2 separate regions of the Drosophila melanogaster genome follow, and region 1 is linked to region 2. Evidence: chromatin contacts called from public Hi-C data. All regions are on one chromosome and are shown on one strand. Each heading gives the region's core, a stretch centred on a gene start, on an enhancer-like site or on the middle of the called end of the contact. The rest is flanking DNA. Distances are from core to core; before and after follow the strand shown. Region 1 holds the start of lawc (leg arista wing complex). Region 2 holds the start of lncRNA:CR45668 (long non-coding RNA:CR45668).

Region 1 (6,547 bases), core at 1,847-4,346, 2.5 Mb before region 2:
TTTATTGGCTGACGTCAGAGAAGTGATAAAATACTTAGCAAAATTTAATGGTTAATCCTTCAGTGCTTACGCATTACACTTTGGGAAAAAGGGGGTCAAGCTGAATAAAAGGCATGTGGATGACACACTTATTTCTCTCTCTGTCCAAGATTTCGATTCTCTTTTGCGCTGGTGTTCTGCCGTGGAAGAAGACGCCACAAAGAAAGCGACCACAGCGAAGGCGCAAAAAATTTACAGTTATGCGGAGGAAAGTAAAAGTCGAAATCAATGAATTTGTATTGTTTGTTTTGAAATGTATGCGAAATGAGTAAAAAAAAATCATTGAGAAGAAAACAAAACGAAAAAAGCCGAAACAAGGTTGTTTTTGTACGTCAAAAATTCGCTTGCTTACATTATTGAATATGTACGAAAACATAGATATAGATACACATATACATATGTACATATTCATATGTTTGCAAATTTGATAGTTCCAGACTTTAAACTAATATTTTTTACAACAGCCATCCCGCTCACACAAGCAAGTTAAATTTACCGTTGCTCATTTTCATCTTAGTTCTTATTTTTTCTGCTCATTTTAATTGCCCACTAAAAAGAAGCAATAATAACAACAGGTTGATGAAGATGAGAAACGAAAGAAGTGACAAAAAAAGGCAAGAGAGGGAAAAAGAAAGAGAGTGGAAGTCGAGAGCAGAGAGAAACAGCATTGAAATATTTCCAGCCCAAAATAAACAAATGGTTTGAATTCGAAATCAATTATCAAGCAGAAAAATTGGTAGTGGCTTATCGCCTTATCACAATTACTTTAAAGTCATTTGTTTTTCTAACTCAGACCTTCCCCCTTTTACCGCCATCCAGCGAGTATGGAAAGAAAGAAACCAATGAAATACAGTGGAATTTCGCAGTTAATGTACATACATGCATGTACACACACATACATACATACATATAAATTAAAGTACTCCGTGGTTTGTTTATAGTTTTTATTTGCAATCTCTGCTGATTTTCCCCCTTATATTCTTTTTTCATGCTCCATTTAAAAAAGAATACATATTTGCATTTATTGCAATCACTGCCAATTATTAACTGCTTATGCTCGTTTTCCAGCAGAAACCAACAAACACAAGCAAAGTGAGCACAACAAGTTCATCTAATGACGTCATGTCGCTTTAATGTAAAAATGTCAGGCACTTGAAACAATTTTGTTTCTGTGCCGACGCTTTTCCGACGACTGCCAGCGAACTGGGTCAATATCTTAATTAATTTTAATGGGCTTAATTTAAAGGCAAAGGAAGCGAGCACTAACAAAGTTACATCAATCATTTGCGTATTTCAATCGGTCGGAAAATGGGGGGAACAAAAGGGGTTAAGCCAATGCTTTTTGTTCTACTTTTGGAAAATGCGACCGCAGAGAAGGAAAAGTCGCACTTACTTTTAATATTACAAACCAAAAGAGTAGCCAGACCAGTAAATAATGAAACAAACATTAACAATTACTAGGATGAGCTTGATTCTTAAAATTCGTAATACAATAACGGCAATCTCTTTGGTTTATAGTGTGTATGTACATGTATGTACATACATATGTAAATGCGTAATGTTTACATATTATGGCAGGTGTTTACTTTTCTTAATGAGGGATAACGGAATCGGAATCTCTGGGTCGCCGCACATTCTACAGATAATTAAATAAAAAGGGCGTGAAACCAAAACAAGGCTTAGAAATACTACAAGCTGATACAGATACACCCAACCAGCACACACACATACACTAGAATTTAGCGATAACAACAAAATGCGGGCAACTTATTTATGCAGAAACAGTGAGAAAGAGCGAGAGGAGGGAGAGCATGAGATGATCAAGCCGGAAGTAAGGTTTTAAGAAAGAAGAGGAGTGTAACAGATTCATTTAACAGTAACAACAACAGCGATCGCTTACAGGTAGGGCATATGAAAGGTAGACAAACGAGAGACAGAAGAGCAAGGGTGGAAGGGAGAACTGCAAACTGCGATTTATTTAGGGATGTCTCTGTGTGCGCGCACTCATATGCACGTGCATTTGCATGTGTATTTGTGCCAGTCTGACCTCGTTGGCAAACTAAAAAAAATAATATTAAAGAGCATGAAAAAGTGTGGAACATGGCAGAGCGAATGAAGGCGGAAAAAAAGCCGCACCTAAAAAATCTATTACATCACTAGGGAAAATTGACACAAGTATTAGACATTTACATACACGCACACACAGAACCGTAAGCGTTTAAAGCGCACAAGTGTGTGCGTGAGTAAGCATGCTGAAAACGGAAGCGAATTGAGCATTGAAAAATACACTCATTTTGACCCCTTAAACATGTGAAATCCAATCAAAAGAGATAAGATAGTGGGGAAACAACATTATATGAACGACCACCAATGAAGGCTAAATACAGAGGTGGTCAAAAATACTTCAATACTGTAAATACTTTTGACCACCTCTGTATTTCAGCTAGTCATTGTATAATAGAATATGTTGAAAATGAGAAATATTCATTGATTTGTCTAAAATGTACGAAAGTGGCAAAAATCACATACATAAGTACTTGTTACTTTGAAAACAATATTTCTCCTATAGTTAACAGCGTATACCTGAAAGAAACCCTACAAAAAATATGATAAAATGCTTAAAAACCCACTCAATTTAACATTTGTGGGGGAAAACTTAAGCTATGCCGCAACAAAACCATAACTTGCGGAAACTACAAGTGCAAAAATGTACAAATATCGAGTAAAAACTGCCTAAAACCCCTCGTAAAATGATAAAATATCCAAACTAAATGAAATTTACGAACGAAGAGCAACATAAAAAATACAATCTAAGCCCATGGGCGACTACAACTACAACTGCTAGAAACTTCTTTTCAAAGGAAAGAAAAATCATTGAAATTATTCCCCGAAAACGAGAGCGAGACGGAGAGCGGCCGGCGACAAAGCGACAAGTGAGCGTGAGGCGAATTCAAGAGCCCAATACTCGCTCACACTCGCTTGGTTAACTTGGCGTGGGGACGTCGACGTCGGCAGCGTAGCGAAGTTTGTTGAAATTTTGAATGTGTGACAACGCGGTTCAGTCTGCCGCCAGCGCGGCCCGAAGCAGTGGTCTGTTACAAAAGTATATTACGATTTGCTGGCGAACACTCATCCACTGACTAACTCTCCCCCTCACCCTTTCGCCTTGTGGCTCTGGCTGCCCTGCCGCTGTTAGCGCTTTCATGTTAACGCACACTGTTAGATGGCGAATTCGATGCGAAAGGATAAAGATTTGCCGCTGGGGCAGCGAAAAAGAGAGAAAAAACACAGTGGGCAAGTGGTGCACTTTCCATAGAAGAGTGTTCCAATGTGCCCATTGTAAACCAACGATACTTTCTTACTATGACTTGTTCCACACAGCTCTGGGCCAAGAAAAGTAACTAGGAGCAAAAGAAGCAGCCCCGCGTGATGTCAGACGTCAGCCCGCCCACAAAACACACTCGAAAGGATTGAAAAATGCAGACATTTTTGTTTGGTTTTTAGCAACTCTCTTTTTTTTTTTTTGTTAATGTTTATTGGTTTCTTTTACGCACCGCTGAAATGTTAATAACAGCCCTCGTTACTGTTAAATGTTCACACTCTCTCTCTCTCATTTATTTCTTTGTGGTTTCAATGAAAGTGAGCTACAAAGCTGCAAATCGAAATTCGTAATGATTTTGAATTGATTGGACTTTTTGGACGAGAATTAGGAAAGGCGTTTGATTCTTAGTGGGGTGAACAAAGAAATATACAACTGAATAAAATATATATGAAATTTATGGAAAACGAGTTATGAAATGAGAGCGAGAGCTAGAGGAAGTGTGCGAGGGAGAGAGAGAGCAAGTTACATTATTTGCTTTGGCATTTCTTGGTACGTACGATTCGTACGATTTTCACTTAAAACTAGACTAGGCGTACAAGATGTGTTAACTATAGATACCACAAAATACAACTAAAACGAAATTCGAAGGGGGTAAAGAAAGAAAAATCAAAAGGTAAAAAGAATGAAATGAAAAAATTATCACCTTTTTTTGTGTAGTAGGTCGTCGTCTAGCTCTCCCTCCCTCTCACGATCTCTTTTGTGGCTGTGTTGCTGTCGCTGCCGCTACTCGCTCTCCCGCCTGCTCTCACTCTATATCGCTGCTGCGCTGTCTCTCTATTTATCTCTCTTTCTATCCCGTTGCCTTGCAGCGGAGCTCTGCTGCCGTCTCGCTTGCACTTGGGCTCCGCTGCTTTGCTTCAGCCGCTGAATTCGCAGTTAAGTTTTCGCTGCTCTCTGTGTCTCTTTCTGCTGCTGCTTTTGTGGTTCTTATGTTTTTGTTTTCGATTCGGATTGTAGAATCTTTTGGATTTTGCACACTTTTGGTTGATATTTCTTTAGGTTTCTCTTTGTTTTTTTTTTTTTTGGCTTGTGATCTTTTTTAGTTAAAACTCTAAACTGAGACAGGGGAGGAAAACAATGAGGGTTCGTCTAAATTTGGAGCAAGCAAGTCACACACAGCCAGGCGCGGCGGCGAATTCGGGCATATCGACTCGAGTTGCGGCGAGAGCGAACGCGGCGAACAACGGACAACACTGTGGCATTGGCAATGGCAGCGCTTGTCGCCCGCCTTCACTTCAGTGTGTGAGTCGCGATAAACGCGAGCGAAACGGGCGGCGCAACTGAAATCGCGTACCGACTGGCGCAGACACGCACACCACCGCACAACAGCGCGTATACGTATACGGGCGAGAGAGCGCATGCTCTCCGCCACACACACGCGGTCAACGTTTTCTCCGCTTTGTGGCGCCGCGCAAGTTTTGTCGCAGCAGCAAACACGCAATAAAAGTTCAAAAACAGTTGAAGTATACCGCGACGCGAGTAAAAATCTTTCCTTCGACGTCGTCTCTGTTCGTTGTAGTAGTTGTTGTTGCTGCTGTTGTTCTTGTTGCTGCTACTGCCGCTGCTTAACGTTTCTATAGTGTGTTCCGTTCCGCGAATTCTCATGTGCATTTATGAAGATATACATATATATATATATACATATATCTGCATATATGACTGACCAAAAGGTAAAACAACGGCAACAAATAAAAACAGTATACAAATTGTTGTCAAATATAGTGATAAAAAGAACCCCCACCCGCGGTAGTTCGATCGCTGTTTTGTTTAAATTAATCTGCATATCATGTTGTGCGGCGGCTGCATTTCATTTATTTTTTGCTCGCTGAAGAAGAACTTGCTTGCTCCAAAAGAATTAACAAAAAAAAATATATCTGCGTTTCGGCGCTGCGTCGACGGCATTGTTATTTCGTTCGTATTGTTGTTAAGTGTGAGTAGTAGTAGTAGTTGTTGTTGTTGTTTCGCTACCAGAGCTGAATAATGTAGTTGACCAAAAATTTTGAGAGCACAAGTCTGAGCACACACGATACGTCTTCTTCGTTTGGCCGTTTCACTTTGAGCAGCGTGACCGTGGTGCGTCGCTATAATATGCCCCGCGAGCCGTGTGCGTATGCACTAACGCGTGCGGTAGAATGCCGCGAAAAAATACTAAAAAAAAATCCAAACCGAATACCATGTGGTGGAAACGGACTCGCGCGTTGCATTTGCTGCACTTTCCCGTTTAAATATATTTACCCGTTTGATTATAAGATAAGGGTTACATTTTGTGCAAATATACGCTTGCCAATGTTTTTGAAAAGTAATATAAACAATTTTATGGTGCGCAGACAGCAGAAAAAATATGCTGCAAAAATACCAACTTGCTGGCTATCAGAGACTCGAACCTTCTAGTGCAAATCAGCTGTGATCGATGTTTTTTTCCATTAAATTGGCACGTTTATTTAAAATTGTTTATGCATTTAGTTTAGGTACATGAATGTTACATGGGACTTTTACAGAGTGGCTAAAACATATATACATACAATATATACATATACAACAATTTGAATTGCAGATTCTCCACCGCTCTGGATATGCGAACAAAGTCCTTAGCTGCAGCGACATTAGTTTAAATTTCAAGCCGGCTATCGCATGGTGATTCCACCTGCACGTGCAAAGCGCGACTGTGGATATCGCAGGACGAGAGTCGCGTCTTCTCCTGCGAGGAGCAACTGCATCATAATCATAGCCACAGATTGAAAAGACCGAAAGCAGATGCAAGCTCAACGACAGGACTAAGAATCGGAAGCAAAACTTCCCCAAAGCAATGGCACAGTAAGTAGACAAGTGCTGCGCTTTCAAGAAGATGAGCACTTTAATCAAAACCATTTCGAAATTCTTGTTTAGATACACCCGGAAACGCAAAAGAAAGAAATTTAAAGAGCTGAAAGCCCCGTGGACTTCATGTAAGCTGCTTACAATAAGCTGCCTTTTTAGATGCACTAAAAAAAAACTACTTTTGCTTATAGGAACCCAGGTGCAACAAATAATTTCAAGGAGAAGATGTTTTTGTGGTCAAAAACGTGCAGATGACTTCTAAGAAGTTGGAAAATCATGTATTTACTCGGAAAGAAGCCAGAACTGAAG
Region 2 (5,861 bases), core at 2,808-5,307:
CGCCCAAAACGATGATGATAATGATGATGGTGTGCAGGTGGTTCCGCTCTTTTCATCTTGTAGTTGGTGTTGTTGTTGATTTTGTTGTGCTGCACTCCAAACTTCCACCACTCGCACTTGCACTTTCGCTGCTGCTTCCTCGACTTCTCCTCCTCCTCCTCCAGCAGAATCAAGACCATCCCGATCCTGATCCTCTTGCCCAGACAAGCGATCCTTCTTAGAAGCACTTGCGGTGCACAATGGAGGGGCCGGACTCGTCGTACTCCTGCTTGGAGATCCACATCTGCTGGAAGGTGGACAGCGAAGCCAGGATGGAGCCACCGATCCAGACAGAGTACTTGCGCTCTGGCGGGGCAATGATCTTGATCTTCATGGTCGACGGTGCCAGGGCGGTGATCTCCTTCTGCATACGGTCGGCGATGCCAGGGTACATGGTGGTGCCACCGGACAGCACGGTGTTGGCATACAGATCCTTACGGATATCCACATCACACTTCATGATGGAGTTGTAGGTGGTCTCGTGGATGCCGCAAGCCTCCATTCCCAAGAACGAGGGCTGGAACAGGGCCTCGGGGCAGCGGAAACGCTCGTTGCCGATGGTGATCACCTGTCCGTCGGGCAGCTCGTAGGACTTCTCCAACGAGGAGCTGCTGGCAGCGGTGGCCATCTCCTGCTCAAAGTCGAGGGCAACATAGCACAGCTTCTCCTTGATGTCACGGACGATTTCACGCTCAGCGGTGGTGGTGAAAGAGTAACCGCGCTCGGTCAGGATCTTCATCAGGTAGTCGGTCAAATCGCGACCAGCCAGATCCAGACGCAGGATGGCATGGGGAAGGGCATAACCCTCGTAGATGGGCACGGTGTGGGAGACACCATCGCCGGAGTCCAGAACGATACCGGTGGTACGACCGGAGGCGTACAGCGAGAGCACAGCCTGGATGGCCACATACATGGCGGGTGTGTTGAAGGTCTCGAACATGATCTGGGTCATCTTCTCACGGTTGGCCTTGGGGTTCAGCGGGGCCTCGGTCAGCAGCACGGGGTGCTCCTCGGGTGCCACACGCAGCTCATTGTAGAAGGTGTGGTGCCAGATCTTCTCCATATCGTCCCAGTTGGTCACGATACCGTGCTCAATGGGGTACTTCAGGGTGAGGATACCACGCTTGCTCTGCGCCTCATCACCCACGTACGAGTCCTTCTGGCCCATGCCGACCATCACACCCTGGTGACGGGGACGTCCCACAATCGATGGGAAGACGGCGCGGGGAGCATCGTCTCCGGCAAATCCGGCCTTGCACATGCCAGAGCCGTTGTCGACAACCAGAGCAGCAACTTCTTCGTCACACATTTTGTAAGCTGCAATGGAAAGAATGCGGATTTCCCATTAGTTTTTGGTTACCTTATTTGGTAATGTAGAAATGGCAAAAAAAAAACTGAGAATTTGCGTGGTTTCCTTGGACTGCGCTGGTCTACCAAAGTACAATTGTCATAACAAACTAACTTGTTTTTCGTGTACAATTAAAAATCACTCAATGCAATGTACGTTTTTTTAGTACAAAATTTTAATCTTGGACAAAAAAAATTTCATAAAAAAATACTTTTCCGATTGAAAACTGATTTTCACTTGCGATCGAATTGTAATAAGAAATTAAAAGAACAGTTACAAAATAGAAGGCCCCGCCCCGAAAAATTAAAACCACAATACGAATATGCCGAAAAGGGAGGGGAGAAGCTTCTAGACGACACTTAACGAATGCCGGTGCAAAAGAAAGCCGCAAAGAGAGCACAGTTGCCTGTGTGTATGCGCCCTTAAAATGGCGGCTGCCTAAAACTCGAATTGGAACCCGAAATTAACATTACAAAATAAAAAAAAAAAAAAACACTAAACGCACTCTAGAAAATTTAACAATTAAGAGCCACGAAACTTTTCAAAGCTAGTTAAACTTTACCTTTTTGTTCGATTTAACAAATTCAAGGCGTGAAAACTACTGTAAACGCAAGTGGCGAGGCTGAGCTAAGCGACCGCACGGTTTGAAAGGAATGACTGGAATAAACCGACTGAAAGTGGCTGGTGAATGTTGAATGCCAGTTAACTGCGTTTTTCAATCGCTGCCTGCGTCGACGTCGCCATAGGCGTCGCTCGCTCTCGCCATCTCGCTCGCTCCGCGCCATGGTCGCTATGGGTGCGAAGGAGAGCGCTGGTGTGTTGAATTGCGGCGGCCAAGTTTTGTGACCATATATGGTCATGTTTCGAGGCGAAAAGCAAACCGTCGTCTGGCTTTCGCTCTCTCACACACACATACACTCTCTCTCGTTATTTTGCGCGTGAGTGTGTGTATATGAACGAATGCTCGAAGGTTTTCTCCATTTTTGCAACTACAACTTTGAAAAACCGGCAAAAATTTCTGCTTCAGCCAAAACGGCTGCCTACGTCACTATTTTCAAGAACCTGATCTAGTTTTACAGATTATAATATGCATATACTGTATGTATGTACATTTATGGATGATCTGGTGTTTTAGGGCGTGGGAAAAAAAGAAAGTGTTGGCGAATTGATTTGCAATTCGTAATTTGGCATATCTTTGGGTGAAATCGTGACACGCCCACATCAGCGAGCTTGGCTTTAAACACTATATTAGATCCTAACATTTGAGTTGGGGCTATTGAATTGCTTTGGTTTTTATAATTTCGTATAATTTGTATGTATATATCCTGAAATCTGCAGTTGTAATCCTGATTCTTGAGTTATGGTATTTGAAACCCTGGTTTTGTTAATTTTGATGTCTTTCGACCTATTGGTATTTTGATTGACAATTTAGGGCCAAACTTGGGTATTTTTGGAGTTTTGGTCAATACAATAACTCTTTAGCTCGTGGCTAGTATTTTTTGATCACTTTCAGCACTGGCACATAAAAAAATGTTTTGTTTACAAAAAAAATCACACATTTTCCGCGGCTTTTCTCGATTATTGCTTTTTCTTGGTGGGAGTGGTTCGATGGTGTTTTGTTGTTGGGAAGGGGAAAGCTACTTACATTTGGTGTGTTTTATTAAAATTAATTAAATAAATATAAATTAAGTCTTTCGGTTTGGTGTCTCTGGATTAGACGACTGCTGGCTGATGGAGCGGCTTTGTGTCGGGAGGAGTATCCACACAGCACAAGAACTCAAACGGTAGTGATATGAAAACTGGTCCCGCAGCCCGTTTTATAAAGCCCGCTTAGCGCTAAAACCTTATCAGCCGCAATGCTCTCCGCTCTCAAGTCGCGTTCAAAACTTTTACCATATATGGGTATGAATTGTTCGCCGATTGGGTTTTCATTTACGGAGAATTTCCTCCGCAACTGGGTGTTCGTGCTTGTGTGTGTCTTGTATATCGCCATGAAGAGTGTACTTCCATGGGTCCTATCAGTTGCGGCATGTGATTCAATTTGGGGGTTACTCATATTCGATACTTCAGCTGGTTATCTTTATGCTGTGATGGTCACGGTGCTTTTACACATTTTTTCCCCAACTACTCATTGTATGCCAAAACATACATATGTACATGTGTTTATAGTGGGTTTATTAGTAATGTCCAGCGATATTAAAACATTACAGTTAAATAATATTCATATTAGCTTACGTTTACTGCTATCTGCACTTCAAATTGGTTATTCCAGGGACATTTTGTGCAACACACATCTTCTAGTAGGGCATTCACTAGTCGTAGAAAACACACCTAACTTAAGCCGGTTTTAACAATAACGGCGAAACAGCTGCCAGACGAGAGAAAAGTACACAGCAAGAAGCATTTCTATAATGATGCCGTCCTAAATATGCAGCATTTTTGCTCAAATTGATCATTTCGTTGCATCGCTCAGGTGGTATAGTATTTGGCTATTGAATGTGATTGCTATCTTAATAGTTTTGAATAGTAATAGTGCAAATATTCATTCATAAAAAATAGGTAATCGATTTTTTCAGTGCAGTCTATGCGTTTGCGCAACAGAGACGAAGAGAGAGACGCCTCACACACAAGCACATGCGGTCTAAGCTGCTCTCCCTCTTTTTCTCTCTCTCTCTGGCTTGCGGCAGTTTTCCAGAGGCTGTGACTCAGTAAGCATTTCTTGTTGTTACCCTAACGATAAGCGTCCGATTCCTAATTCTCTTTCAAATAATTTGTTTTATTTTTTTTTTTGTGTGTTTTGAAGTCAAACAGCTTCATAAACAATATTAAATATCGCAATTGTTATTGCAAATGCATTCGTATCAGGCGCCTTGATGTTTTTCGCCAAAACTTCGTCTGCTCTTTGTCAGCGTAATTGCGTTTGCCGGTCGTGCCGTCTTGCTCGCACGCGGCTTGCAAACAAAAAGTGAAAGAGGGAAAGCCACCTGTGTTGTTGCTTTTGTTGCTATCGTTGGCTGCACACACATGGCAATAAGTAACCATATTGTAGACTTATTTATTTTAGCGTTTTCGTTGACTAATCTTTGTTTAAATAATTGCCTATTTCGAGCCAAAATGACGCATAAAAGGAAACGGCAACATGCGGTGCGTTGAGCATGCGTAAGCGAGATGGCGCTAGAGAGAGCGCAGCATAAAAAGAAAAAAACAACCGGCGAGTGGCGAGACACGAATAATACACACACGCACACATGGTCAAAGGAGTGGCTCCAACGTCGGTGACGTCGCGCCCAGCCACAGACCCCGCCACGCCCCGCCCCACCCTTCCTTCCGCTGCCCCGCACCCCTTTCCTTCCACTACCGTTTTGCCGCATTTGGTATTGCCATCTCGCTTTTTTGGCTTTACTTTGCTTTTTGAATAAGCCAAGAAACTGAAATCAAAGCGGACAGTCCGAAAATTGAATATTCCAAAAAACAACAATTGCACATGCACTGCGTTCGGCAAAAGACGCAGAAATTCAAGCCTTTTGGTCTGGCATCATCTTAAAATATCATCAGTATCATCATTGCCATTATAAATACATAAGAAAATGAGAATACATTAAAGGTATTTATTTTACAAACGCTTTACTTTATAAAAATACAACTATTATCGGAAAGCAATGCAAAATATGCCACTTAATTCCAGTTCTTTGTCATAGTCAACATATTTTGCAACAAAATTATCTATAGATAACATGTTTTTGTAGAAAATTCCACTAACTGATTTTCGTATAAATACAAATTATTCTCATTCTTCAAAATACTCGCCGACGTCATCGCGAAATTCCTCAGCATTCTTCGACAAATGAAGAGAGACAGCGAGTGACACAATCTTATCTTGCCGACGAGTCTTTGAAAATGGCCCCGGGTAACGGTGAAAAACATATAGCCAAGAATGGAGCGATCGCCAGGCGATGGAAATTGGCTTCAAATTGCTCCGAATATGGCCAGTTGGTCAGTTGGCATTGGATTGTGGAGAGATACTAGATCAGCTCGTTCTCCTTCTCCTCCGCATTCTCCTACTCCGCCCGAAGACGCTTCTTTGATCGCTTCTTTCTCGAATGTGTACATATTCATTATGTATTTGGTGTTTGGCGACGATCAGCCAGCTTTAATGGCCATAAAACGTGTCTTGGTTTGTGGGCCACATAACAGGCAGCGAGATCTGGAAAAATGATGTGACAGTGGAAATGAGAAGTAGGTGCATCTGCAAAGATTTGATTCAGAGTTGATGCCATTCATGGAAAGAGTCATTTATGAATATGATTTTTTTTTAGAAGTATCATTTGTGTTTTTAGAATATAGAATTCTATGGAACATTCTTTGGAACAAAATCATAACCTTTTTTTTGGCTCTATTTGCTTCTCTCAAGTTCGTTGCTCGATCGTTTGTTTTTTGTTTTTTTTTTTTTTTGGCAAGGCGATGAAAAAACTCG

Evidence for each region. A called contact is a pair of places that touch in the nucleus more often than the background predicts.
Region 1: a contact with region 2 is called in a Hi-C map of the Kc167 cell line, with 3 times the contacts expected there. The contact joins the promoter of lawc here to the promoter of lncRNA:CR45668 in region 2. A contact is called at or near these places in 4 of 107 Hi-C or Micro-C datasets (the Kc167 cell line, embryo and eye imaginal disc).

What each region holds. Positions count from the first base shown.
Region 1 is chrX:8,408,207-8,414,753 of dm6, reverse strand. It overlaps lawc (leg arista wing complex), which reads left to right and starts at 3,096. Exons shown (of 4, transcript NM_001258650.2): 1 at 3,096-5,091; 2 at 5,976-6,235; 3 at 6,308-6,366; 4 at 6,430-6,547. The coding sequence starts at 4,780. The coding sequence ends at 5,001. Trf2 (TATA box binding protein-related factor 2) reads right to left here and starts at 5,482. Exons shown (of 10, transcript NM_206654.2): 1 at 5,390-5,482; 2 at 4,065-4,477.
Region 2 is chrX:5,898,185-5,904,045 of dm6, reverse strand. lncRNA:CR45668 (long non-coding RNA:CR45668) reads left to right here and starts at 4,057. Exons shown (of 3, transcript NR_123807.1): 1 at 4,057-4,991. Act5C (Actin 5C) reads right to left here and starts at 3,185. Exons shown (of 2, transcript NM_001297986.1): 1 at 3,033-3,185; 2 at 1-1,356. The coding sequence starts at 1,348. The coding sequence ends at 218.